Linked DNA regions of Mus musculus: region 2 is linked to region 1. The links are chromatin contacts, called in public Hi-C maps. All regions are on one chromosome and are shown on one strand. Each heading gives the region's core, a stretch centred on a gene start, on an enhancer-like site or on the middle of the called end of the contact. The rest is flanking DNA. Distances are from core to core; before and after follow the strand shown.

Region 1 (6,048 bases), core at 1,646-4,145:
TGAGAGTAGAGAAGAGCTCAGCTCTGGTTCCCTCCCTCCACTGGCTGCCTCTCTCCCTCCCATCTGGCAGAATCAGTCAGCCCTGCCCCAGCTCAGGCTCAGGCAGCCCTGGCTGCTCTGGGCAAACTCGCGGCTGGTTGGTCTCGGCCGCCGATGCCGCCGCCGCAGCAGCAGCAGCAGTGGCGGCAGCAGCAGGGGCGAGAAGGCTTCAGGCGGCTGCCAACGTGGCAGACGGCGGGCAGGGCGGCAGGAAGGAAGCTGCGCCCACTCGCTGAGGGGCTGAATGAGCAAGTGATGCAGCTGGGCAGGGGACCTTGTGTACAGCTTGGGCTCTGGGCCCACATTGGTCCCATAATGGCTGTGTGACCTTGAGCAACTTGTTCCCCATCTCTGGTCTCGTTTCCCCCTTTAGCAAATGAACAGTCTGGACTGGACAAGTCTTTGTCTGCAATTCAACAAAGGCAACAGGAGGGACATATAGGCTCACTCTGTGGACTCCAGCTTTTTCAGCCCCCAAATAAATATTTCTCACCTTTGTACAGCTGCCTCCATTGACAAATCTTTTTCATTCTGCATTGGTAATTTGGTAATGGCATTTCATTAAAAATAAAACAGATCCAAGCCGGCATGTTGACTCATGCCTTGTAATTCCAGGATTTAGGAGGCCGAGGCAGGAGGATTGCAACGAGTTCAAGGCCCACCTTTGTTAAATAAGAAGAAAAGGGGATGCTGGAGAGATGGCTCAGAGGTCAGGAGTTCCTAGCACTAATGTGGCAGCTTACAACCACCTGTCACTCCACGTCCTGGGGAGCCCATGTTCTCTCCTAACCTTTGTGGCCACAAGACATGCATATGGTACCCAGGCATACGTGTAGGAAAACACATACACATAAAATAAATCTGTTTTAAGAAGTTAAAGGAAAGAGAGAAAAGAAAAGGCAGGTTTGGCCAGCCAGTGCCCAGCAGAGCTGAGATGAATCAGCGCTTCTGATTCAGTCTTCAGACCCAGCACTGCCTCCCTTATCTTCTCCCTGGGATCCCATGCCCTCACCAAGCACTCAGAACCATCCCCATTCCCCACTGGGCCCCCACCAGGGCCACCTGGCTCTGCCCTGGGGAGTCAGGGTGCAAAGGCCAGACAGGCTCCTACCAACATTCCAGCTGCTGCTGAGAACACAGCTGTCAGCAGGATCCAGAGAGCCAAAAAGCTGCCTCCTAAGCAGGCCCATATTGTCAGCTTCAAAGTGGAGCTGCTGTGGGCTCCTGGGCTGCCCTGGGCCTCTGGTTTTTTCATCCTGATAGCTGCAGTAGATGAGTTCCCAGGACCCTTTCGGCTTGCAGCATTGCCTAGGGAATGAGCGAGGAGAACCACGTTGCAGGGATGTGGCTGGATCTAGGCCCCCAGCCAACGGTGGGGTGCCTGATGTCTGGGAGCCTGGCTCCTGGTTTATCTGCTGGCTGAGGTGGTATCTGCATCTCTGAGGACCCGGGGATAGAGGGGCTCAGCTCTTGTTTGTGAGAGGGAGGGATAGACAGATGGACGACAGTGAGAAGGGGGGTGGGGAAGAGGCCTACATCTCCGTGGAGTGGTTAACAGGAAAGAGGAAGAAGGAGGAGGAAAAGGAAGAAGAGGAGGAGGGGAAGAAGAAGAGGAGGAGGAGGGGGGAGAGAGAGGAGGAGGAGGGGAAGGAGGGGGAGTAGGAGGGGGAGGAGGAGGCAGAGGAGGAAGGAGAGGAGGAGGCAGAGGAGGAGGGGAGGAAAAGGAGGAGGGGGAGGAGGAGGGGGAGGAAGAGGGGAGGAAGAGGAGGAAGAGGGAAAAAAGGCAGAGAGAACCTCTTCCCCCTCCTCCCCATCCCCTGTTTATTTCCTCCGTTTTGTCCTGATGCTCACTCTACCCAGCCCAGTCTATGGGGACCACAAATGTGGGGCAGTTACAGGAGTATGGAACATCTGTGGGATCATCCTGGGAAGTGTGGAAGAGGACCCAGATGGTCTGTGGTGGCAAAGAAAGGCTGCAATCCCAGCACTTGGGAAGTGAAGGCAGAGTTCAAGGTCATTCTTAGCTACAAAGCTGGTTTTAGATCAGCTTGGGTAACACACCCTGTTTCAAAAAGATCTTTTGTTTGTTCCTTTATTTTCCATCTCCCCCTCCTCCCAACCCACCCCCACTGCCCCCCACCCCCACCCCCAGATGGGGCTGTGCTCCGTAGACCAGGATGGCCTCAAACTCACAGAGATCCACCTGCTTCTGCCTCCAGAGTGCTGGGATTAAAGGCGTGGGCTGCCTACGCCCTGCCCATAAATTTTTTTTTCTTTTTAAAGAAAGGAAGGGAAGAAGAGAAGAAGCAAAAATAAATGGCTCCTTGGGGGAAGAGAAAGAAAGAGAGAAATGGCTCCTGGAATGGAAAGCACAGGTATTAAGATCAGTCTCCAGGAAACATCCATAGCACTTCCTCCTGCGCACATACACACATGCGCAATTATCGTCCCCATCCTACAGATGGAGAAATCAATGCTCAACGGTTAAGGACAGAGCCAAGTTTTTATACCCAGGCTGGCCTGACTGCAAAGCCAGTGTTTTGTGTGCTAAGCCATGCGGCCTCCTGATGGAACGGATTGCTAATGGTGGCATTTCCAATGGAGGAGCGACAGTGCTCTGGGAAGAGGTTCTGGACAGATGGTTCCCAATTGGGCCCCTGCCTCAGGCTAGCAGAGCAGAGGGTTGTTGGTGCAGGAGAAGCTCACCCCACCTCCATTCTGCTGTGTGTGGGATGCAGGCAGGTCCCCTCTGGATTCCTCACCATCCCCCGCCAGCCCTTTGGCCTTGCCTGGGTGACCTGCATGAGCTCAGCTTCCCAGCAGCCCTGCGGAGGAGTCAGCCAGGGCAGAGACTGCCTCTGCCCTCGCTGCTTGGCAGTGCCAAAGGAGGCGGGGCTGCAGAGGGGTGTAGCCAACCAGTCCTTCTTCCTGTGCCCCAACTCCCGCACCCCTGGGGTCTTCTGCAGAGGCCCAAACTGGGATGAATGGTGCAGAGCTGGGCACACTGGTCAGGCCCGGGCCTCATTGCTGCAGCCTTGTTGAGTTGCCATTAACAAGTGGCCGGAGGTTGCCGTGTCTCCATGGAGACCAGACAGTCAGTGCAGCTCTGGGGTGAGGGCCGTGATTAGTGAGTGTCAGTTTTGCCAGCCCTGTCCTTCCCACCGCTGCTCAAGACAACAGGCCTGGAGGGTGGAGGGGAGGATTGGGAGGGGGTTCAGAGCCTCACAGGCAGGGGGCATTCAGGCCCAGCCTCAGGTGCTGTGTCTTTGTCTCCCCCAGTGGCTCCTCAGTTCCCCCTCCTCTTGTCGCCTGCCTTCCCTCTTCAATCCATAATCCATCTTACACACAGCCACCAGGGTGAGTTTTTGAAAACACGAGCTGAATCCTGACACTGCCTTCCTTGAGAGCATTCCATGCCTCCTGACACCCTGGAGGCTGAGCTCACTGCCTTTTCCTTTGAAAGACCCCACCATAAGGCTTAGCAAGCTAGCTGCAGTAACGCCATTTTGCAAGGCATGAAAAAGTACCAGAGCTGAGTTCTCAAAAGCTACAAGGAAGTTCAGTTAAAGATTAACAGCTAAAAATCAAGGCTGAATAATACTAGGACAAGGGCCAAACAGGATACCGATGGTACCCACCTGGGCCCCGGCTCAAGGCCAAGAACAGATGATACCCACCTGGGCCCCGGCTCAGGGCCAAGAACAGATGGTTCCCAGACTCAGCTCGCTTCTCGCTTCTGTACCCACGCTTTTTGCTCCCCAGCCCCAGCCCTATAAAAAGGGTAAGAACTCCACACTCGGCGCGCCAGTCCTCCGATAGACTGAGTCGCCCGGGTACCCGTGTTCCCAATAAAGCCTCTTGCTGTTTGCATCCGAATCGTGGGCTCGCTGATTCTTGGGAAGGTCTCCTCAGATTAATTGACTACCCACCTCGGGAGTCTTTCATTTGGAGGTCCCACCGAGATTAGGAGACCCCTGCCCAGGGACCACCGACCCCCGCCGGGAGGTAAGCTGGCCAGCGGTCGTTTCGTGTCTGTCTCTGTCTCCGTGCGTGTGTGTGTGTGCCGGCATCTAATGTTTGCGCCTGCGTCTGTACTAGTTAGCTAACTAGATCTGTATCTGGCGGGTCCGCGGAAGAACTGACGAGTTCGTATTCCCGGCCGCAGCCCTGGGAGACGTCTCAGAGGCATCGGGGGCCATCTTTGTGGCCCAATCTGTATCTGAGAACCCGACCCGTCTCGGACTCTTTAGAGCCTCTCCTTTGACCGAGGGATACGTGGTTCTGTTGGGCGGCGAGGGGCCGAAACGCTCCCCTCCCCCATCTGAATTTTTGCTTTCGGTTTTACGCCGAAACCGCGCCGCGCGTCTGATTTGTTTGTTGTTGTTGTTCTTTTGTTCTTCGTTAGTTTTCTCCTGTCTTTAAGTGTTTTCGAGATCATGGGACAGACCGTAACTACCCCCCCTGAGTCTAACCTTGCAGCACTGGGGAGATGTCCAGCGCATTGCATCCAATCAGTCTGTGGATGTCAGGAAGAGGCGCTGGGTTACTTTCTGTTCCGCCGAATGGCCAACTTTCAATGTGGGATGGCCTCAGGATGGTGCTTTTAATTTGGGTATTATCTCTCAGGTCAAGTCTAGAGTGTTTTGTCCTGGTCCCCACGGACACCCGGATCAGGTCCCATATATCGTCACCTGGGAGGCACTCTCCAAAACCCCCTCCTTTACCGACAGCTCCCGTCCTCCCGCCCGGTCCTTCTGCGCAACCTCCGTCCCGATCTGCCCTTTACCCCGCCCTTACCCCCTCTATAAAGCCCAAACCTCCTAAGCCCCAGGTTCTCCCTGATAGCGGCGGACCTCTCATTGACCTTCTCACAGAGGACCCCCCGCCGTACGGAGCACAACCTTCCTCCTCTGCCAGAGAGGACGATGAAAAAGAGGCGGCCGCCACCTCCGAGGTTCCCCCCCCTTCTCCCATGGTGTCTCGACTGCGGGGAAGGAGGGACCCTCCCGCAGCGGACTCCACCTCCTCCCAGGCATTCCCACTCCGTATGGGGGGAGATGGCCAGCTTCAGTACTGGCCGTTTTCCTCCTCTGACTTAAAAATAATAACCCTTCCTTTTCTGAAGACCCAGGTAAATTGACGGCTTTGATTGAGTCCGTCCTCATCACCCACCAGCCCACCTGGGACGACTGTCAGCAGTTGTTGGGGACCCTGCTGACCGGAGAAGAAAAGCAGCGGGTGCTCCTAGAGGCTAGAAAGGCAGTCCGGGGCAATGATGGACGCCCCACTCAGTTGCCTAATGAAGTCAATGCTGCTTTTCCCCTTGAACGCCCCGATTGGGATTACACCACTACAGAAGGTAGGAACCACCTAGTCCTCTATCGCCAGTTGCTCTTAGCGGGTCTCCAAAACGCGGGCAGAAGCCCCACCAATTTGGCCAAGGTAAAAGGGATAACCCAGGGACCTAATGAGTCTCCCTCAGCCTTTTTAGAGAGACTCAAGGAGGCATATCGCAGGTACACTCCTTATGACCCTGAGGACCCAGGGCAAGAAACCAATGTGTCTATGTCATTCATCTGGCAGTCTGCCCCGGATATCGGGCGAAAGTTAGAGCGGTTAAAAGATTTAAAGAGCAAGACCTTAGGAGACTTAGTGAGGGAAGCTGAAAAGATCTTTAATAAGCGAGAAACCCCGGAAGAAAGAGAGGAACGTATCAGGAGAGAAACAGAGGAAAAGGAAGAACGCCGTAGGGCAGAGGATGAGCAGAGAGAGAAAGAAAGGGACCGCAGGAGACATAGAGAGATGAGCAAGCTCTTGGCCACTGTAGTTAGTGGACAGAGACAGGATAGACAGGGGGGAGAGCGAAGGAGGCCCCAACTTGATAAGGACCAATGCGCCTACTGCAAAGAAAAAGGACACTGGGCTAAGGACTGCCCAAAGAAGCCACGAGGACCCCGAGGACCGAGGCCCCAGACCTCCCTCCTAACCTTAGGTGACTAGGGAGGTCAG
Region 2 (6,048 bases), core at 1,927-4,426, 320 kb after region 1:
TAGGGGGCTCTCTGACCCAGGCAGCTTTTCAGCACAAGAAGTGACTTTTGTAGTAGGAACACGTACAAGGTTGCTTTGAGATTTCTTCCTACCCTAAGACCCATGTTTTTCCCTAATATGTTTTTAGTGTCTCTGGGAGCTTGGCGTCATGGGCACGTAGTGCTATCCTAGCGTTGCCTAGGTCAGTACCTGAACAGAGGAGGGGCTTTGCCATAGGAAGAAATGTCCTTCCTTCCACAGGTCTAGGGGTAATGATGGCAAAGATCTGGCCAGGCAGGTCCTGAAGCTCACGAGATGTGTCCCTTCCCTTTGTGTCCAGCCAGCAGGCGTGTGCTAAGCTCCTCAGGTAGCCTCAGCCCTGGGCATATACTATAGGGTTCGCCAGCTCAGAACTTGCTTGGCAGGGAGAGGAGAGAGCATCGGTCTTGAGCAAAGGCCTCGCTACCTTTTGACCAAGTTGGCTTTGGGGACTGAGTACCCAGCATGCATTTGGGTGCTCAGGTCTTCACCCACCTTCCTACTCCAAAAGCAAACCAAAGAGCTCATAGGGAATGTGGGGTTCTGACCAAAGGCTAGGTATCCTCAGAAGCCTGGGTCTGGAGCCTTAGCATGGGCCACAACAGAGGATGGCCAACACTACGTGGGGTTGACAGATGTCACAGTGGATGTGGAGGGAGGCAAGGAGAACTAAACTTTCAGAACTATGGAGTTTGCTGGGAGCTGGGCTTCAGACCTAGGCTCCCTCCTGGTCCTGCTGTTGATTTGCTCTGACTTTGGGCAAATCCCTTCACCTTTCACTTGCCCAAAGTGACTGATGGCCTTTGACTTCTTGGGATCTTCTGGAGCAGCCGCCTGGTGTGCCTCAGTTGCGTACAGCTGCCTGCTGCTTGCGTGTCTAGGGCTGGAGGTCGCTGAATGTGCTCTGCAGGTGTGCAGGCCCGGGCCTGTTGTCCCCAAATTCTCCTGGCACTGACGCTCCTTGATTCTCCTGTCTCTCTCACATCCCCGCTTTAACACCACCCAGTGTCAGCCTGCAGCTTATACACCCCGATGGCACGGAGCCTGCCGCCTGCCCCGAGACGGGATTGTTAGACTGTACCTGTGGTTGTCTCTGTGTGGGATGTAAGCCAGGTGCCTGAGGAAGTGCCGTGGGTTCAGGGTAGCTTGATGCCGTGGAAACTTTTTGCACCTTGATTATCAGTTTGATTTCTGTCTGTCAGAGGCATGCAGAGCTGCTGCTCTGTAACGGACAGTTGGCGAATACTCTGTGAAAACAGCAGGTAAAGGCGCTTGCCGCCAAGCCTGAAGACTTGAGTTCAGTACCCAGGACCTGGTTAAAGGAAAGACCCAACTCCCACAAGTTGTCCTCTGACATCCACCCATGTGTCATGGTACATGCATATCTGTGCACATGCGTGCACGCGCGCGCACACACACTATAAATTTTAAAATAATTATTTTATGCCACAGCCCTGTGAAGCTGGTATTATCCCTTCCGTTTTACAGGCAAGGAACCCGAGCTCAGAGAGTTAACAGAGCGGCCTTCTGAGACCAAGCCTGTGCACCTCTCGCCAGCTGCTTTCCTGGTCCCCAGTCCTGTCCCCAACCTTCTGTTCTTCTGGCTCCCCTGAAAAGCCCACGGCCTCCCGTTCTCTCGCCCTTCACAGGTTTCCATGTGATCCCCACCATCTCAAGCATCGTCCCGGAGAGCTGCCTGCTGATCGTAGTGGGGCTGCTGGTGGGGGGCCTGATCAAGGGCGTCGGAGAGACGCCCCCCTTCCTGCAATCAGACGTCTTCTTCCTCTTCCTGCTGCCACCCATCATCCTGGATGCAGGCTACTTCCTGCCTCTGCGGCAGTTCACGGAGAACCTGGGCACCATCCTGATCTTTGCTGTGGTGGGCACACTGTGGAATGCGTTCTTCCTGGGTGGCCTCCTGTACGCCGTGTGCCTGGTGGGCGGCGAGCAGATCAACAACATTGGCCTGCTGGACACCCTGCTCTTTGGCAGCATCATCTCTGCCGTGGACCCTGTGGCTGTGCTGGCCGTCTTCGAGGAGATCCACATCAACGAACTGCTACACATCCTTGTCTTCGGGGAGTCCCTGCTCAACGATGCCGTCACTGTGGTGAGGGGGCAGGGGTCACACCACACGCACATGGGGCACAGGCAATGCCTTATCCTTCCACTAGTGCTAATAAAGATGGCCAGGGTCCCTCCATGCTTTCTGTCAGGCACTGCTCTGAGCACTGGAACATGGATAACCCGAGGAGAGACGTATTTTCTTACCTTACAGAACTAGAAACAACCCACAGAAGTTAGCTTACTAGAGTGCGGCGGAACTGAGCTTTGAGGCAGTATGCTTGGCCAGTCTATGCCCTCTAGGACCTGAGCTGCTGGCCTAGCAGGTCATTTGCTTCCTGGCTAGCTTGCATTTGATACTGTGTTGCCCAGCCACTGGGCTTCTTCCTGCTTCTGTTCATAGCCCATTTAATCTCTGAGGAGGCTTTTAGCTCTTGTGTTGGCTGTTTAAGAATTGGTATGTGCAGGGTTCTGGGCAAAGGAAATGAAAAGGACTCGGTCCCCCCAAACCTCTAGGATGTGGGAAGTGAAATTAGTAGGTCTGGGCTGACTGTGTGGTTTTGTTGTTGTTTGTTCATTCGTTTGGTTGGTTGGTTTTTGGTTTCTTGCTTTTTTGTTTTAAGACGGTGTTTCTCTGTGTAGCCGTGGCTGTCCTGGGACTTCCTTCTGAGACCAGGCTGGCCTCAAACTCAGAGATCTGCCTGCCTTTGCCTCCTGAGTGTTGGGGCTAATGGTGTGTGCATCACCGCTGCCTGACTACCCAGCTGACTACTTGGTTTCCTGTGACTTTAAGTGAGAAATTCTTCCTCTTCCAGGCCCCTCCTTTGACAGACTTCAAGTGACCGAGTGGTAGTGCTGTTGTCCAAAGGCCAGGTGGGGTTTCCTGGGATTCCTGTTGGAATCCAGCTTGTACGTGTGCACCTGAAGTGTGGGTGCCTAATTTGAACCATCCCCCAGCTGAGTCTGGCTATGCATTCAGGTTGACGTACAGGAAACAATGGTGTGCTTGCATGGAGTTGATAACTCCATCTGTGTATAAGATCTATGCAGTCTCCTGACCGTGAGCAGCGCTGGGCTGGTCACGTGGCTGATGCTCAGACGCTCCCGGTTTGGATGCCTGCTACCCTATCTGGTTTGCACAGTGACTCTGTAGCTTTGTTATGGTTTCTGTTGCTGTGGCAGAACACCATGACCAGAAGCAGCCTGAGGAGGAAAGGGTGGATTTAGCTTTCAGTCAAGTCATGTGCCGTCGCTGAGGGGAGTCAGGAACTCGAGGCAGGAACCTGGAGGTAGGAGCTGAAGCCGAAATCCTGGAGGAGTGTTGCTTATTAGCTTGCTCAGGACCACCTGGCCAGAGCTGGGTTCTCCCTCATCAAGAACATGCCCCATGGCATTGGCCACAGGCAGTCTGAAGGAGTAGGTCTTCTCCCTGGGTGATTCTAGCTTGTGGAAAGATGACCCCTGCAAAACAAACCAAGCAGGACGATGGCACTCTTGAAGTGGAGGCATCAGGAGGTTCTTAGCTGAAGAGCTCACGTGACTGCTGGGGTCACATGACCCCCACAGGCCTACACCACATTGCTTTTCTTTTTCAATTATCATGTCACTGACGATAGCTCCAAGCGAGAAAAGAGGACCCAGCCTCAGTACCGTTCCTGTGACTCATGGCATAGCCTGTGGTCACTCATGAGCATCCCCAAGCTGGACTGAGGTTAGCCGATGGCGGAACACACTGCTGCTGAGGTCCAGCCTGGGTCCCAGAAAGCTGTGATCCACTGGTGCCTAGCCAGTGCCTAGCAGCCACCCTTTCTGCAGCCCATAGTGGGCCTTTGTCCAAGATAGGGTTTCTCTGTGTCGCCCTCCCGGCTGTCCTGGCTGTCCTGGAATTCACTCTGTAGACCAGGCTGCCCTCACAGAGATCTGCTTGCCTCTGCCTCCTGAGTGCTGGGATTAAAGGCATGCACCACCACTGCCCGGCCTTTCCTTCTTTCTTTCTGTTTTTATTTTTGTTTGTTTGGTTTTCTGTGTGTGTGTGTGTGTGTGTGTGTGTGTGTGTGTGTGTGTGTAGCCCTGACTCTCCTGGAACTAGCTCTGTAGGCCAAGCCAGCTTCAAACTCAGAGATTTGCCTACCTCTTGCTAGGATTAAAGGTGTGTGCTACGATTGCCTGGCAAATTGGGCCTTTTCTAGAGCTTAGTTCAGGTGTGAATGCCCCAGACAGTGAGGCTGCACCTGAGCTGCCTGGCATCAGCTCTGTCCTCTCACTCTTTCCTGCCTGTTGCCCCTTCTTTCCAGGCCTGGAACATCTCCCCTCCCCCAAAGCTGGTTTCTGGCAGAGCTCTCTAGGGCTAGACTTGATTAGACTGAGAGCAGCCGTGCCAGTCAGTCCCTCAGAAACTGAAGGAATAGGTTTTGGGCCTGCCTGAGCCTCCCTCTACCAAGGGCATAGGTTCTTGACCTGCATCCCAGTAGAGATTGTGCCCACCATGTGCAGGCTGTGGCCCATTCCAGGGCCTCCAGCTCCACAGCATGTGAGCCTGGCTGCCCATTGTAACCAGGCAGCTTGTTTAAATGGAGATTTCTCGGTCCTACTTGGTGGATCCCAGGTCACATATGACCTGGCCCCAGTTACTTTCAGAGATTGACTGGTCCTGTCCTGGTTTACTGTCTAAACTTGTGCTGAAGGAGAGTACCACAGGGAGTCCCAATCATGCTGAGTGCTTTACTTAGTTCTTATGACAGCCCTGTGATGTGAGCACCCCAATTGTCCCCCACCTTGTGGAAAACTGAAGCACGGGAAAATGAGGCCATGTGTGCAAAGGATTGTAGCTTTAAGAGTGTATGTTGATTACCAGCAGGGGGTGCTGCAGGCCCCCAGTGTGCTCCTCTAGCACGTGCCGCTCCGTAAGCCCCAGGCTAGGTTCTACACACTTAGCACTTAGCTGCCTTGAGGTCTGAATCCATGGTTGTGAATTGTGGAAGGACAGTGTCAGGGAGCCATGGGGCCAGGGCCCTGCCCTCCTGCCTACCAGCCTGTGTGCTCTCCCCAGGTCCTCTATCACCTCTTTGAGGAATTTGCCAGCTATGACTCTGTGGGCATCTCGGACATCTTCCTCGGCTTCCTGAGCTTCTTCGTGGTGGCCCTCGGTGGGGTGTTTGTGGGCGTGGTCTACGGGGTAATCGCAGCTTTCACCTCCCGATTTACCTCTCACATCCGGGTCATCGAGCCGCTCTTCGTCTTCCTCTACAGCTACATGGCTTACCTGTCAGCTGAGCTCTTCCACCTGTCCGGAATCATGGCGTGAGTCGGAGTGGCAGGTGACGGGCTTGGTGGGGTAGTTACTTACCATGGAGTCTCCGGATCTCTGTGGTCACGAAGGAGCGCCCCAGCACCTGAGGCTCCAGGCTTGCATGGTAGACGCTGACGTGGCCCAGGTCATTAGAGGCCTTCCATAAGAAGCCACTTCCATTGGACTCCTGGGATTCAGGAATCTGAACATTATGGGCAGAATCTACTACTACCCTAGGAAACTGAGCTGGAAGTCTTAGGTCTCAGTCCTACTTCCTCCCATTTTCTTAAAGATGGAAGCCGACAAGGCTCCCCAGAAGGGCTCACCAGGCATCTTCCACGCCTGAATCTCAGAGGCCCCTGAGAAGAGTCAGTGAGGCACAAGGAAAGTAGAAGTGTGCAGGCCAACCTAGACCGGGGACTCTGGGAAGCGGGGAAGGAGCCAGCACAGCTCCCTAGAGGAACCCTGTGTGTTGGGAACTTTATACTGGGAAGGGGTGAACCCAAAAGACCACAGAGTGTGGCCCTGGCTGTCGGGGCAGACGCAGTGTGCACAGTGGAGGTGACTTAATTCTTCTAAAACTCCCGTGTCTCGTCTGAATTTGCTGGCCCTGTGTACTTGGTGTGAGGATCAAGGGAAAACCATGGGCGTTTGGCCCTCACAGTTGTCCAGTGAGC

What was found. A called contact is a pair of places that touch in the nucleus more often than the background predicts.
Region 2: a contact with region 1 is called in a Hi-C map of pre-megakaryocyte-erythroid progenitors, with 5 times the contacts expected there. The contact joins two enhancer-like sites. A contact is called at or near these places in 1 of 484 Hi-C or Micro-C datasets (pre-megakaryocyte-erythroid progenitors) and 2 of 115 datasets of contacts at active chromatin or transcription factors (double positive thymocytes and extraembryonic endoderm stem cells).

What each region holds. Positions count from the first base shown.
Region 1 is chr4:133,092,461-133,098,508 of GRCm38.p6, forward strand. No RefSeq gene overlaps it. Among named protein-coding and RNA genes, the nearest start is that of Gm26615, 12 kb to the left of the region's middle. Within about 2 kb of position 2,896, at least 219 of the 459 cell types and tissues checked have an H3K27ac peak or open chromatin away from gene starts, as enhancers often do. A contact at or near this core is called in pre-megakaryocyte-erythroid progenitors, where this site is marked.
Region 2 is chr4:133,410,170-133,416,217 of GRCm38.p6, forward strand. It overlaps Slc9a1 (solute carrier family 9 (sodium/hydrogen exchanger), member 1), which reads left to right. Exons shown (of 12, transcript NM_016981.3): 2 at 1,668-2,128; 3 at 5,132-5,382. Among named protein-coding and RNA genes, the nearest start is that of 1700091J24Rik, 22 kb to the right of the region's middle. Within about 2 kb of position 3,177, at least 65 of the 459 cell types and tissues checked have an H3K27ac peak or open chromatin away from gene starts, as enhancers often do. A contact at or near this core is called in pre-megakaryocyte-erythroid progenitors, where this site is marked.